Regions from separate parts of the Mus musculus genome. Here region 1 is linked to region 2. Evidence: chromatin contacts called from public HiCAR-type data. All regions are on one chromosome and are shown on one strand. Each heading gives the region's core, a stretch centred on a gene start, on an enhancer-like site or on the middle of the called end of the contact. The rest is flanking DNA. Distances are from core to core; before and after follow the strand shown.

The links. HiCAR-type assays count read pairs that join an accessible place to other places.
Region 1: a contact with region 2 is called in a HiCAR-type map of Th17 cells, with 4 times the contacts expected there. The contact joins two enhancer-like sites. A contact is called at or near these places in 1 of 15 datasets of contacts at CTCF or cohesin (large pre-B cells), 3 of 484 Hi-C or Micro-C datasets (Th1 cells, bone marrow-derived macrophages and nephron progenitors) and 3 of 115 datasets of contacts at active chromatin or transcription factors (CD8 T cells, the HPC-7 cell line and Th17 cells).

What each region holds. Positions count from the first base shown.
Region 1 is chr10:8,181,500-8,186,861 of GRCm38.p6, reverse strand. All of the region lies in intron 1 of Gm30906 (a long non-coding RNA gene), which reads right to left. Among named protein-coding and RNA genes, the nearest start is that of Gm30906, 8.1 kb to the right of the region's middle. Within about 2 kb of position 1,886, at least 30 of the 459 cell types and tissues checked have an H3K27ac peak or open chromatin away from gene starts, as enhancers often do. A contact at or near this core is called in CD8 T cells and Th17 cells, where this site is marked.
Region 2 is chr10:8,005,767-8,010,648 of GRCm38.p6, reverse strand. No RefSeq gene overlaps it. Among named protein-coding and RNA genes, the nearest start is that of Gm30820, 28 kb to the right of the region's middle. Within about 2 kb of position 2,883, at least 34 of the 459 cell types and tissues checked have an H3K27ac peak or open chromatin away from gene starts, as enhancers often do. A contact at or near this core is called in CD8 T cells and Th17 cells, where this site is marked.

The DNA.
Region 1 (5,362 bases), core at 637-3,136, 180 kb before region 2:
AAACCAAGGCTAGCCCGAAGTGATGCTTTAACTCAACCAAGGCTAGCCCGAAGTGAAACTTAAACTCAATAAGGTAAACTTTTCGATGGTCTTTAACACATGCCTAGGCAAAAACAAACCCAAGTAATGCTCTCCCCTCAGAGAAAAAGAAAAAGGACAGGAGGGTGACTGCCTTGACTTGGAAAACAGAGGACCCTAAATTCTTAGTCCACTTTGTTTTGTTTTCAGGGAAAATCCAGACAGATGATATTTTCAATTCCCAAGGTGAGTTCAGTTGTGGGTTAGTTAGCTATAAGAAGTACACATGCATGCATGTGCACACACACACAAGTACTCATGCACACACATAATTACACAGGTAAGCACATACATGTACGAGTGCTGGTGCCCTCCAGTCCTCAAACCTTGTAAAATGGGTTGGAGAGATGATCCAGCTGTTAGGGACCTGTACTGCTTTATTATGTACTGGGGCATGTATAAATAAAAATAAATAAATCTTTTTTAAAGTCAGGTGTGGGGGGGGGTGCACTAAAGAAACTGCCAACATGACAGCTGCATGGTATGGGGAAGGGGGAGGTGGTTTGTTTTGTTTTTTATTGTGAACTATGAGATAAAGAACAGCCAGAGGCTCTGGAAGAGTACAGAGTACAGAGAGAAAGTAGACTGACCATGGCCAGTAGACAGGAATAGAGAATGGCAGGAATAGACATGGCAGTAGTAGGGAATAGAGAAGAGAGAAAGCATAGAGAAGAGCTGAGTTGTAAGAAGGGTGAGCAGCTGGGAAGGGGGAGGGCTGGGAGACTGGTGGAGGGGTTTGTGGGAAGGGACTGAGGGACCCTGGGGGCTAGCACAGACCTCAGTATGCTGACAGGCACCACAGGTTAACTGGAGAACCGTGATTCCTTTGGCCGGAGGTAAGAGGAATGACTCCTCTTGGTAGACGTGAGCCGGTTTTACAAGTTCTACAAGGATGCTGGCTTTTATCTAACCACCTGAAAGCCTCCCAGACTTCACATTGAGCTGGTGTCTGAATACTTGGACTGACTTTTGGAGTTTGGGGAATTGAGTTTCCTTTTGGACCTGACCTGACCTGACCTGACCAGGCACCATGGCACATGTTTGTAGTCCCACTGGGGTTGCAGCAGAGACAGGAATGCTGGTCACTGGGCCTCTCTTGAGAAACCTGCCTCAGGAAGGAATGAAACAGAGGGTAAACATGGCTGTCACTGTGCCTGCCAACCTGAGTTTGATTCCCAGAAGCCATGGTGGAAGAAAAGAACTGAATCCTAAAAGTTGTCCTTTGACCCCTACAAATACCATGGCACAGGGATGTTCCCCTCTGTACATGGATATACACAATAACAATAAGTAAAATCTGAACTTGAAAATGTGGCTAGCACTTGAGAAACAACACTCTGTTGTTATCCTCTGGCCTCCACGTGCAGGCATACAATACACACACACACACACACACACACACACACACACACACACACACACACCGAGATAAAAACTGGCCATCACTGGAAAAGCGTCACTGGCAGGCCACAGCACTCCAGGAACATTTTAGTTAAATACTTTAAAAATCCAAAAAGAAAAAAAAATGTGAAGAGGGAGAAGCCTGCACGAAGGGAATCTTCCACTGAGAGAACCAGGCAGGTAGGTTTCATAAATCAGATGTCCCCCTGCTCTGTGGTGTGTGGGATGATTTACCGAGGCCATAAAGGGAATTCAAGACGCAAGTGAGAGACACTGTGGACACCCAGAAGTAGGATGATGCAGAGGACACAGAGCTCTGGGGGAGCAGGGTTCACAGCTGCCTTAGGCCCAGGGGTGACCAGAAACAGTCTTCTCAAGCATGAGAGAGTCATCGGTACCCTTGTCACATGGCTGGTAGGCACAATTGAATGATATTGTCAAGGGGAGGCAGCTCTGACACTCACGTGTTTCATTGGGGTTTAGGAGGCTCGGGGGAGGCACTTCCTGCCGAGTGTGCCGTACTCTGTAAAGCTTCACCACCGAAAGAAAATCACCACAGATAAAGTAAATAAAAATGATTCCAGAGGAATACTAACCAATTAGCACATTCTTTCGGTTCAAGAAACCATAACTCATCTTGGACGCTCGGTACATCCTAGCAGAGTACTAGGAGAAGAAAGAGTGCTCAGTTTGGGGGTGGGGGTGGGGGTTGCCTTCACTATGAAGCCTCCGATAGCCTTACCTGGTGGCATTCCCCTCTTAAACCCAAAGGAAAGAATGGTATCAAGTTGTAGATTCTAAGTCAGAATTTTGGCATGACACTCAGGGCACAGATTTCAGAGCTATGTTCTCCTTGGACTAGGATAAGACAGTGTCTACAGAGCAGGGACTGCGGACTCTGGGACATGTGGACCAAGAAAAAAATGCTTAGTGGAGGGGAAAGGGCATATGCTCAAAGTACATTGCATATGTGTATGGACATACCCTAATGTGGCCCATTATAATAGCCTAATTTAAAAAATCTTAATGAAAACAGAAAATGTATATATACACATATGTGTGTATATATATATATATATATATATATATATATATATATATATATATATTGCTTTTTTCCGCCCCATTCAAGTAAAAAGAGGAGCGAGAGAAGGAGGGAGGGGGAAGATGAGAGAGAAGCACTAGCTATTACAATCATGATTTTGAGAAAAGAATGAGCCATTTAATACCCAAACATAATCCCCCCAAATAAGAGGAGATGAGATGAATTCACATCTGTGAACAAAGTCACTTGTTTTATCTTCTCCAAGACAGGCATTAACGAACCCCTGCCTGGCACAGCAAAGAACAAGGGCTTTATGAAAACCTAAGTTTTAATACCAGCTCCACCTCCTGTTAGCCATGACAGGTTCCTTCAAGTCCCAAAGACATGGGTTTTTGGTGGAGTTTCCTTGAAGGCTAACCAGGAAGAGAAAACAATGCAGGCACCTGGGGCTTAGTGAAATAGCATGTGCACTCCTCTACCCTCAGGTCCAAGGCTGTCTATGGGGGTGGGGATGATGGTATTGAGGACAAAGGGAAGCTGGTCTCAATGTTCCTACACCCAGCAAGAAGGCTGCTCCTCTTTTCAATCACAAACCACTTTTGCCTGGTCTCCTGTTGTGGCATCTGGTCTTCTTCTTGTTAAGGAGTTCCATAGAGCCTGGTATTATCCAGAAGACAGAAGAGCTAGGTTACGTGGTCCTCAGGGTCCTGCACACCCTGGAGTTCTCTAGGGAAAGTGCTGGAAGCCCCAGGAAACCTGTCATTTTGATGTACAATGAAATTGATTTGTTTGTGGGTCGCACAGGCAGATGGCATAAGTGTTGCCAAAAAAAAACAGGAGGATTTGTCCACAAGCAGCTCTTATTTACTGTAGACCTTTTTAGTTCAAGATTTATGTCGGAGTGCAACATGCGACTATAAAATGTAGAGAGAGTTAGGCCTGATCACACCCCTGACCACCTCCTGGGCAGGAGGATGATATATAGCTCTTCCAGGAGAGGCTGAGATGCTGATGCTTAGCTAGAGACAGAGTGATTTAATCCCCTCCCCGAGACCTTTGGAAACACCACTCCAAATGTCCATTTACGCAGAATTAGATCCGAAAGTCTGGCTCTATCTCACTAGAAACAAAAGAGGAGCCCTAACAAAGGGTCTTCTCCGGGGGCCCTTTAAGAAGTGACTTGAACTATCTGTCAGCAAACCTCAACCGTGACTTTACTCTTCATATATCTATTCCTTGGTTTCCCACTGGGAATTATGATTTATTCTACTCTTTTTCTCTCTGACAAGACTTTGGTAAAGATCAAAGAAATCTATAAATTTGAAAAGTTCACAGCTCTTGTGCAATGTGGTACAAGTTTAATCCTGGTGCTTTTAGTGGAATTTCAGTGTTCTGTTTTTAAAGACAGCATGCCATTATGTATCCCTAGCTGCAACTCACTAGATAGCCCAGGCTAGCATCACACTCACAGAGAGCCACCTGCTTCTGCCTCCCGAATGCTGGGGTTAAAGATGAATAGCAACAAGCTCGGCAGCTTATTCGTTCTTTAAAGATCTAAAGTCTAAATAAAAACACTTAATGAAAAGAAAGCTTGCCCAAGTCCCTGAGAACTCACCGAGGACTTGGCTACCAGTCTTGGCATCCACAGAAATTATACAGGTTCTCTGGCACTAAGAAAATCAGGCAACCCATACTCCATTCTCCCTCTAAATCCAGTTCTAGCCTATGGGCCCTCCCGGCCCTTGTGTCTAGAGAGGCACATCCTCTTGTGGTCTCTTCAGCCTCACCACTATCTTCTCCAAGCAGGATTTCTCAGGCACTTCATTTTTTGTCCTGAACACAAAGCAGATGCCTCCTTAAAGAGTGCGGAGGTGCCTGCTACTAAGGCAATACCACCTAGGCATAAGAGTATTGTTACCAACTGTGATCCAAGTAAGCCAGTGGATATCAGAATGTGCCCTGGTCACATTCCAGTGGCAGCAGCAACAGTATTGCCAAGCAGCTTGCTAGAGATGCTAGCACAGTGGCCACAGCCACGAGTCAATACTCCGAAGAGCAATCCAGCAACCTGTGTTTTAGCCCAGGTCTCTGGAGATCCTGATGCAGCAGAAGTATGAGATTGGGTGAACCTTCCAGGCTTCAGCAAAAGCCTGGTGTTGGGGACGAGGAGAAAGTAATTTGAACACGAGTTCTACCCTTATGGCTTGACACAAGCAACCAGAAAATTCACAAACCTGAAGTTTTAGGGTGAGTCAATGAACACAGGTTTAGCCTGTGTTTCTAACGATGCTGGAGAGGAAGGAGAGACAGCAGCCTAAGCAGCATGCAGAGAGAAGGAGTTGGCCCAGGGCCCAGTTCTTAGGCCTCCAGGTGCGGTTGGGGGTTCCCCACCCCACACTCACTCTTGGGTGGAGGGTGATTAATGGGTATATTTCATGATTTAGGCCTACAGTCTACAGGGCTCACAGGGAGAACTCAGTGTGGGCTGGAGAAGCTGAGGACTGTGGCTGGGCCCCTTTACAAAGCAAGAACTGGACAAGCAGAGATTTATGGGCTTTCTCTCTCTCTCTCTATTTTGGTAACATTCCACACTGTGTGGGAGATGGTGGGTAGCTAGCTCTTTAGATAGCAGACACAGATTCCACTTGCCTGAAGGTGGAAGCCTCATCTCACCAGTCAACCTAGGTTTAGAGTGATGCCTCACATCTCATGTGAAGTTGGGACAGAGCTCTTGTGTCCCTCTGAGAGTGGTCCTAGCAGGTCCCTGGTCCTGATTGGCCCAGTTGACCAAATGAGAATAATGTCCACCTTGTGCCCCATCTTGCTCTTCTCTTGGCT
Region 2 (4,882 bases), core at 1,634-4,133:
AGAGAGAAGCCACTGAAAAAAGAAAGGTCCACCATGCTTCTGGGTGGCATCTTCCAGTGGGCTGGAGCATGGATGGGATATAAGGGGAAAGGAGAAAGCCCATGGATGCCATCATACCTTATATTCTGCCTCCTGGCCCATTGAAATGTGCAAAGGCGGACTCACGAATCCACTGCCACAGCCAGGACCCCTTCTTACCTAAGCCATCCTCACTATAATGGGTTGGACCTTCAAACTGTGAGCTGAAGCAAATCCTCCCTTAGACCTTCTTGTCAAGCTTTTGGTCTCAGCAATAGGACAAGTAGCCAATGTTCCACCAAACAAAAACAAAAAACAAAACCAGCCCACTTAGCAGCAATAGTAAGAGTTTGCCACATTGCCACATTGCCACATTGCCACAGAGGTTCCTGAAGCTGATGCTTTTGTTGTTGTTGTTGACTCTCCTGAGAAACCTCATTTGCTCACACTAATATTCAAATGGCATGAGGTCTCCTGTTCTCATGAGGTCTCCTGTTCTCAGTTTTTCTGACATTTTGGTTTCTGTTCCTGTTTCCCTGCAAACCCCCTGGATGTGCAGATCACTGTGAGTTGATCCCCTCCCTCTTCCTGTTGACAGTCTTTCTGTCCCTTACTCAACTCTGAGTGACTGTAAGTGGGGACAGGCTCCACAGCAGGTCATCATAGGGGCCACTGTAAAACTAACAGATGAGTGTTGGTCACTTCTCATTCTGCACTACAGAACACAGGTGTCTGCTCGGTTTGTTGCTGGTCACTTCTCTAGCCCCTCATCCTGTAAGTTTCTAGGTGCATGGGCTGAGGGAAAGGTGTCAAATGAAGTAGACGGTAGTTTTGCCCCTCATGACTCAGAGTGAGTCCCAGTTGGAAAAATAACTCGTGGCCCTAGCATTTCACACTAAAGGAAGAATTCTCACTTTAAATGACAGGATTTGGGATCCAGTCATGTTTTCCTCTCGGTTTGCTTGAAAATCATCCTGGGTCTAATCCTGCAACAGTCACGGACATAGAGCAGCCCCACACAGGAGTCCTAGGCACTTTGAAGACTTTCTTGTTGCCAAACTCCTCAGCCGCAGGATTACCAGATCACTCACCAAATGAGACAGGAGGACAGTCTCCCAACACAAACGGATGCTCTCGAATTCCTACACCGATCTCAGTTATAAAAAGTTAAGCACCCATGGCATGATTTGTGGCCGCTCCAAAAAGACTTTCACTGGACTTTGTCAAAACAAGTACTGGATTTAAAAAATCTAAAAGCATTATGAAATTCGGCCTCGCTACTATAAAAACACTTGTACTACCTTACAAACTCTAATTTTCCTGGAACTTGTAGGCGCTCTTAAGCTAACCATTGAATGAAACTCAATTTTCTTTTCTTGTTTTATTTTTCTTGTTTCTTTTTTTTTTTCTGAAAACATCTCAAGGAAGCTTAATTCATGACAGGATTTGCTTGAGATTGTTCCTATTAAATATCACAGAGACTTCCAGGACTGTCAGATACTTGAGCTATAAATGTAAGAGAGCACAAACAGCAAACTCGGGACAAGTATTCTCTATGCTTCTCCTAAACCTGAATGTGGCAGTCCTAGGAAGTTGACAGAGTCAGGCAACCATGGCAAAAGTTTTTGTCTTTCAAAATAAGTTTAATGTTCAAGTGTTTGTGCTTTGCTCATCGTGAAAATTCCCACACTACTTTTGATCTTTAAAAATATTCCATAATGGGATTCAGAGATGGCTCAGTGAATGCAGCTGTGCACATCTGTAATACCAGTTCTCCTGTTGTGAGATGGAGGTGGAGACAGGAGAGTCCCTGGAGGGGCCAGCTTAGCTTATGTGGCAACACACAAAGAAAGGGAAACCCTATCTCTTTTACAGGGCAACCTTTAGTTTCCGTCCTCACCTTCAATACATGCACATCCACACTTACACACACACACACATACATACATTATACATACAATATGCATACATATACACATACATACATACATCATACACACATACATACATACATCATACACACAACAAATTAAGTTTTCAAATATTTCATTAGTATTTATCTTCATTAAATATCTGGACATTCTTGAACTTTTAAGCCGTTTTCTCTCATCTCAGCTCCACTGCATCTTTGTCATAGCATTTCCAACGTCTCCCAACTACACAGACAGAATCTGTTCTTCCTCAAACTTTACTGTAAAGTTTGCCATGTAATTTTCTTGGGCCAATAGGATGAGACAGAAGAAATAATGGTGTTTCACTCCCAAGATTAGGATTTGATTGGGCTGCCATGAAGTCACTTTCTCCAAGACTTTTGTCACCGTGACCACAAGAAATATCCTTTGATCTTAGGAGAAGCTACATGGAACAGAGGATAAAAATATGGAACAGAGCCACCCCAATCAAGCCTTATCAAGCCAAAGCACGAACTGTGAGCTTAGTCCACGCTACAATTGGGGTTTTGTGGTTTCTTGGTACTTGAAAATGTAGTACACATATCACCAACTGTTTCCCTTTGGCTAAGCTGGTGTGAGTTAATCATGATAATCCCACAACCATTCACTCTGTCAGTAACTGACTGGAGAATAGGAGTGTCTAGTCCCATTGGAGACTTCTACACACACACACACACACACACACACAGAGAGAGAGAGAGAGAGAGAGAGAGAGAGAGAGAGAGAGAGAGAGATGCACACACACAGAGGGAGGGAGAGAGAGAGACAGAGACTTTCTCTTCAAAACTCTGCCAAATCCTCTCTCATTGTGCTTCTTTGTGACTAAGAAAGCGCTAAGCTCTGATGATCAATAGAGGCTGCCCAAAGGTCTCCAGAGTAGCTAGCCTGAGAACAAAAGGCAGTCCACAGACACATTCAAATCTGTGCCGCTATGAGAAAGTGAGGCAGTGTTTTTAATCTGTGAATAACAGCCTCTAGATTGTCACTAACACAGTTTGCTGCACATCTTGACCAGGTTGTGTTGCTTTCTGTTTGTGTTCAAGTGTTCTCAGCAGCTGACCTGGAAAGTAGGAACATTTCTAAACTCTGATTGGGACTCTTTATGTTCTTCCACGTTCCATGGGTGAGCCTCTCAGTAATATGTAGACCATAGTCATTACCTAAAGTTCTACACTGCTTTCTCCTGGCCTCCCCCTACGGAGAGTCCCACAAGGTTTCCTATGTGCTTAAAGCTTCCTCTTTCTGTGGTGTACCCACGTTTATATGAGTAACCTCATACTTTCCTCACCCCATGATGTTTCTATCTCAGCATGAACAAGGGAAGGAATAATTGTGATGAGTTACATTTTTATATGGTAAGACAATATATATCCAACAAAAGTAACATACTCATTTATCAAATATTTAGTCTACACCTACTTTAGTCTTGGTACTGTACTGTAGAAGAATACTTAATAAGATGCTGAATATAAACTGTTCAAGAACCAATCTACGAAACATTGATAACAATGTCTGGTTTAGAGACAGTACTCAGACGAACTTTGAACTTTAGATTTTGAAGTTGATTTTAGAATGAGTAGAGACTTTTAGGTCTGTTGAAATAGAATTAATCTGTTTTGCATGTAAGATCAAGATGAAGTTTATTCAGTCTGGGACGGGATACCATGGAGTAAATACTGTTCCACCAGTATTGAAACCCTAAATCCTAATCTGTTAGTATTTGGAGATGGGACTTTGGAAGGTAACTAGGTTAGCTGAGGTCCTACGGATGGGACCCCATTGTAAGATTAGTGCCCTTGTGAGAAGAAAAAGAGACACCAGAACACTTTGCCTCTGTAAGCTGAGACGTTTCTCAGCAGAAACCAAATCTACCTGCACCTTGACCTTGGACTTCTCATCCTCCAAAAGCATGAGGTTTTGTGTTCTTTTTTTTTTTTTTAAGTGATTGCAAAAAAGAGTCAGATTTGTGAAATGTGTGTGCATGCATATTCATAGATGAAAGAAAATAAGGCAAGGTTTTAGTGGAGGCTGAATCGGGTGTGACAGTGTGCAACCTGCATCTTAAGTGTTTCTTCCCATGTCTCCATCTCATCACTTCATCATTGGGTAGACAAGATGGACACATAAGATGATGCCTTTACTAAACCTAATTCACCTTGCAGGGCTTATAGTCTACATTCACTAGATAATACAATTACAATTATGCAGTTTCTTTCCTCTTTCAGTGGCCCTGGGCTTTAGCATGTCTATGCTAAGTTACTGTGTAAGCCAGCAAGAGACAATGAAACAAGGGGAAGCAGGTTTTTTTCCATTAATTTATGTATTTACTCATTTTACATCCCGATTGCTGCCCCCTTCCTCCTGATCCTTGCACACCCAGTCCCTCCTCTATCCTCCCTTCACCCCAGTATCACCCCAACCTGGCACATCAAGTCACTGCAGGACGAGGCACATCCTTTCCCACTGAGGCTAGCCAAGGCAGCCCAGTTAGGAGAACGGGATCCACAGACAGGTGACAGATTTAGGGGCAGCCTGTGCTCCAGTTGTTGAGGGACCCACATAAAGACCAAGCTGCACATCTCCTACATAGCTGCAGGGGCCTAGGTCCAGCCCGTGTATGGTCTTTGCTTGGTGGTTAAGTCTCAAAGAGCCTCTGACGTTAGTTAGTCAGTTAGTTAGTTGACTCTGTTGATCTTCCTGTGGAGTTCTTATCCTCTCTAGGGCCCTCAAACTATTTTTTTTAAGGAACCAGAAAATCGTCTTTATATAGAATTGCCTCTCTTCATGTCATATCTGAGTTTGGGGAAGAACTCTAGAAGACTCTTTTCTAGAGACCATGCTTATTTTTGATCCCCACAAAAAAAAGAATCTGGGTTCACGTCAAAGAGAAGCAAAAGAGAAAGACAAAGGGA